2 separate regions of the Mus musculus genome follow, and region 2 is linked to region 1. Evidence: chromatin contacts called from public HiChIP or PLAC-seq data. All regions are on one chromosome and are shown on one strand. Each heading gives the region's core, a stretch centred on a gene start, on an enhancer-like site or on the middle of the called end of the contact. The rest is flanking DNA. Distances are from core to core; before and after follow the strand shown. Region 1 has its middle 33 kb from the start of Gm6567. Region 2 has its middle 240 kb from the start of Gm36865.

Region 1 (2,700 bases), core at 181-2,680:
GACAATTGTTCAGGGAGGAAAAAGCCTCATTGGGGGCGGGAGGGGGGGAGAAATGTGAAATACACCAAAGTAAATCATATCCTCAAAAGCCAGCTGTGTTTCTCAGACCTGGAAGCAGGAGGTAGCCTGCTGTTGTTTTATGCAGGTTCTTGTTTGATAGCACAGCACAGCACAGCAAAGTGGGTCTGGGAGTGGCCAGGGGACCTCCACTACCATTGGAAGAAAAGGCTGATTCAAACACCAAAGGAAGAAGCCTACCTAGAAACAGATCAAGCCTGGAGATGTGAGCTTCTCACAGATGTGTCTGGAAATGAATGGGCCTATTGCAGAAGGAGAAAATATGAGTGTGGTGTGTGTGTGTGTGTGTGTGTGTGTGTGTGTGTGTAAAGGTATATATGCGTGTGTATGCATGTGTGTGTGGAGGACAGATGCCAACCTTAAGTGTCATTGCCTACTGACATCCATTTTGCATGTTGAAACACTATCTCCATTGGCCCGGGACTCACAGATTTGGCCAGCCTGGCCAGTCAACAAAGCCCAGGGATCCTTCCTTTCCCTGCTGTTGAGACTCCCTGGTGCTGGGGTTATCAACACACACCAGCATAGCTGGCATTTTTTTAACATGGCATCTGAGGCTAGAACTCAGATCTTCCCTATGTGTGAGGCAATATCTTCATTGACTGAGTCACCTCATTAGCCCCTAGGGAATGTATTGGGTTTTAGACACTTCCCTGTCTAAAGTGCCCACAGAACATTTATGAAAGTCAAAATTCCAATACTCTGGCAAATGGGGTCCCTCCTGAACTGACTGCACACACCCTACCTAGTATCTTAAAGGTACATTTCTCTGTCATTATGCCATGATTTTAGACTTGATATGCCTTCCCTTGGGAAAATCCTTCAGAGCCAAACAGCCCAGACTTATGGCTGTTGACACAACTTTCACCAATTGTAGAGGATTTCAAGGAGGCTGTTTTCAATGAGTTGAATATATAACTAATTGGTCCCCAACTGGTGTCACTGTTTGGGAGGAGTTGGAGAATCTTTATGAGGTCCAGCCTTGCTGGAGGAAAAACGCCACAGCAGCAGGACGGGGACACAAGCGAGCATTCATACCCTAATCCCACTTCCAGTTTATCCTTCCTATTTTGTGATTAAAGCAATCTCTCTGCTTCCTGCTTCTGTGCGTCATGGCTACAGCTTGCTACAATGCCTCACCCACCATGGTGGACTGCTAACCTTCTGGGACTGTAATCCAAAGCACACTCTTTTCTCCATCACTTCCCTTGGTCATGGTGTTTTTCCATAGCAAAAGAATGTGATGGATATGACGCTAAGTCTAGAGGATGCTTTCTTTTCCTGCTGCCTCACTCAGCCTGCCTTTGGGAGCTGCTCAGACTGTTTTGTCCCGGCACTAGTTAGTGGACTGCAGAACCTCTTCAGAAAGATGAGAGTGAAGAAAACATGGTCTTCAGTTATCTTGAGTGCTGACAGGTAGCACATACCAGCTCAATGACACCTTAAAGTGAGGTCAAGAGGCTTCGAGTCGGGAGACTTAGTCATCTTATGCCTTGGCTGGGTTGGTTTCCTTATGTTAACCCTCCCTTGACCCCATTCTCCTTATCTGTGAAAAGGGAGAATCCAAACAAGAACTGTGCAGTAGGGTTATTGCACAGTCAATACAATAATGCCTACCAAGTGATTAATCAACACTAAGCCTGGAGGGAATGTTCTATTGAGGGGAAATAAACCTATTTTCTTGGTAATAGTAACATTGTGGTCAGAAGGGGGCATTTCCCTGTAGGGAGCAGAAGCAATCATCAGAGAATAAGTTATAGCACAAAGAACCTTCATGCAACTGATGGAAGAATGAATGGTCGGTACACTATCGCATGTAAGAGAATGATAAAGGGGCACTGGGGAAATGGCTCAATGGGCAAAGTGCTTACCGTAAAGTATGAAGATCCAAGTCCGGATCTCAGGCACCCACATAAAAAAAATTGGGTTATAGCAACAGGGGCCTGCTACCCCAACAGTCAACATGGGCAAAGACAAACAGATCTCAGGGGTTCCCTCAGGGGTTCCCTCAGGGTAGTCTATCCAAATCAGTGAGCCCCAGGCTAGTGGGATACCCCGTTGCAAATAAAGTGATAGAAGGAATATACTAGAAATTGGCTTCTTGCCTCTATACATGTATGCACAAACAAACATACCCACATGCATATGTATACATAACACAACACAATACACACACACACACACACACACACAAAGGAAATAAAATAATAAGTAGTCATCTCTGGCTTAGCTTTTTGGCCTCAGTACAAAAACAAAACTCTAACCAAATAAGGTAACAAGATGGACGTAAGTCTAGCCCAGAATGCACAGCAGCAACTTAGCATTAGCTTTGCCTGGCCTGATGGCTCCTGATCTGTTTAAGAAGAGAGTTTCAGACCCAAGGCCAGGGTATAACAGCCTCTCCTAGCATCCACAAGCCACATGGTAGCAGCTATTGGTACAAAAGGGAAGGACCACATACCACATACACCAAAAAGAAAGTCTTTCAGCCCAGGAGAACAACTTCTTCTTTATGTGTTTTATATTAGCCTTTTCTCAGGCAGGCATTTCTCCTGGAAACAGGATGGGAAGAGGATCTTCATCTCCATGGGTGAGGGATGATGGAAGGCAAAACTCTATGGT
Region 2 (2,700 bases), core at 6-2,505, 480 kb before region 1:
AGAGCTTTCTTTCAAGGTCTTTCTCAGACACACCACCAAAATGATTATATTTTCCATCCTGTTTTCCAGGAATCAGCAACAAGAAAAGAAAAGAAAAAAAAGTTTAAGCCCTGCTCATTCTACCCTCTAAAACAAACACTTTTTGATTATAAAGGAAGAACTAATATATCATATATATGTTATTATACATTACCATTACAATATGTTATATCATATTATATAACAAATAATAATATGTATTATTGTATATTATATTATAAACATTTCATATACATGCATATATACACATATAATCATACATGATAATTATAATTAAAGGATAATTATAATAATTATAATATAATATATAACAAAATAAAATAATATATAATAAACAATACAACATTATGTAAATTATATCTAATATATAATATATATTATTCATCATATTTTTTTTCTCTGTAGAGGAGAGAGACTGAGTAACTGAGTCTATACCTCAGATTCATGCCTCTAACTACTTCTATGCCACTAAAATACAGGGAAAGAGCATAAAAGGAAGGAGATGAAGAAGCTGGGAGAACATGAAGGCACTTTTGGATTGTGAAGCAGGATGGTCATTCAGACCTAGGTTTAACTGTTGCTTCTTTTAAAAGTGGTGCATGGGAGCAAACGTTCCCTGTTTGTCTAAATGGTCTTATGAGATTATCTGCAGGGGGCACAGACTTAGAATCCATGTAGAGACACATCCTTCTTTTCGTTTCTCAATGCCCTGTTTTGTTCCATTCCGTGGGATGGTTTCTTGAGGATCACTCATTTATGATGCTCAAGAGGACAGGGCTAATGCTGATGGCTATCATGCATTGAAACACACTCAGAAATGGCCTCCAGGACAGCTTTGATGGAGTATAACTACACAATGCTCAGGCTCCCTGCAGGCTATTTGTAAATGCAGCACAAAGCTCCAGGAGACATGGTCCTCAGAGGAGGAGGACGATTGGAACAGTACCAGGCCAGCTGCCTCTTCCCACCTCTGACTCACATACTTCCTCTCCAGGCTGGAATCTGATGTTGCCAAGACAGCTGAAAAACTCAGTAAATTTTTATTTAAATAGAAGCTAATCAAGGAGTTGAGCTTGGATATGGATTCTGATTTCTCTGCTGCTATGACTCCATGATTGCCCAACATCACCAGCCACTGCATTCTCAGCACCAAAGCCCACTCCCAGGCCCTACGCTGGCCAAGTCCAGCAGTTTTGGCTGGGCATGTCTGAGGCCAGACTTAGCAGTTCATCATGCCCAAATATGGCAAGGGTCCTAGACGGCAGAAGCATCACAGCTGGACTTGAGGTGAGTCAAGTCAAAATGCATTTCTCTTCACATGGGAAGCCATTTTATATCGTGTAGATGGTTTGGGCTGAATGTAGAGGTACTGCAGGCATGGAATAAAAATCCAAAGTAACATTTATGAAAAACATCTTATAAACTATCTCCTGAAATGACTACTGTAAAAGTTACTTTAATCCAATGAAGAAATGTAGTTTATTATTTATACATGTCATATTAAGAGCTCATTTCATTATTTTATGTATGTCCACTTTAATGCAGATTTTTAAAATTATAATTGTGTAATATCTTTTAACACTTTTTTAATCTTTTAATTTCCCCTGAGTTTATTTACCTGTATAATAATTAATATAATAATAATTATGTAATTATAGTAATAATAATAAAATGCTCACTATATAATCACAATGTGGTATACATAGTTCTCTAAGTGGACTGTATATATACAATAACAACAGTCATACCCTTTGTTAAATAGGTAGATGCCCTGTTAAGGGTTCTTAGCACATGCAGATCCAAAGCACACGAAATACAAAGGGCACAAGAAAACCTTGAGAAGTGTCTTCTATGTTCAATAATACATCCAAACTCAGAGTACATTCAATATGTGTTGTTCCTTGTACATCCATTGTGTATAAATAAAGCCATTAACACTCAGCTGCCCTGGAGCCTCTTCTACCCTCAGAACTCAGTAATTAACTTTCTCTCTGTTTGGTTTGATCCAAACTAGAAATCTCACAGGACATAAGCCCTAAATGTCAGGATCTATTTTTGAGAAGATTTGGGTGGTGAGCATTCTTTCAGGGATGCAGATGAATATGTATCAGTCATACTTCCTGGTCCTCAGATAAAGGACCCTCTCCTCCCCTGCAGTGTGACAGTGGTGACTCATCCCAAGATAGCACCACCATCCCCTTTTCATCCCAGCCTCTTGCCTGTGCCTCTTTCATATCTGATGTATCCGTTTAGGGAACTGTGCCCTTTGCCTGAGGCACTTCACACTCAGAAGTGTAATCTGTCACTAGGAATTATCTTTTTTTTTTCCAAGAAGAGGACATCTTGACAGGAAAGAAAGCAAAAGTCTTCTCATTAGAAAGAAAATATTGATTATGGTTGCCAACTTTTTTCATTCACGGGACCTTTAGCTCAGCTGAGACATCCAGTCCCTTGGATGCCTGGTTTCTAAAACTATAAATTTAACATCTCAGTTTCTGTCACACTTCGCCTGTTACTCTGAGTAGAAAGTAAGTGGGCAGATGACTCATTTGACTCATTGAGCTTGCTCACAGCAGCCTGGCAGTCATGGATGATATGAATTCCTCTTGCTCCAGTCTAGAAAGGCAGCTATGGACTAATGTGTCTTAGCTCCCAATCCTA

The links. HiChIP or PLAC-seq counts read pairs in DNA pulled down with a chosen protein or histone mark.
Region 2: an H3K27ac HiChIP or PLAC-seq map of the NIH/3T3 cell line shows a contact between it and region 1, with 10 times the contacts expected there. The contact joins two enhancer-like sites. A contact is called at or near these places in 1 of 115 datasets of contacts at active chromatin or transcription factors (the NIH/3T3 cell line) and 1 of 9 other capture datasets (embryonic stem cells).

The regions. Positions count from the first base shown.
Region 1 is chr7:73,068,076-73,070,775 of GRCm38.p6, forward strand. No RefSeq gene overlaps it. Among named protein-coding and RNA genes, the nearest start is that of Gm6567, 33 kb to the right of the region's middle. Within about 2 kb of position 1,431, at least 9 of the 459 cell types and tissues checked have an H3K27ac peak or open chromatin away from gene starts, as enhancers often do. A contact at or near this core is called in the NIH/3T3 cell line, where this site is marked.
Region 2 is chr7:72,588,351-72,591,050 of GRCm38.p6, forward strand. No RefSeq gene overlaps it. Among named protein-coding and RNA genes, the nearest start is that of Gm36865, 240 kb to the right of the region's middle. Within about 2 kb of position 1,256, at least 49 of the 459 cell types and tissues checked have an H3K27ac peak or open chromatin away from gene starts, as enhancers often do. A contact at or near this core is called in the NIH/3T3 cell line, where this site is marked.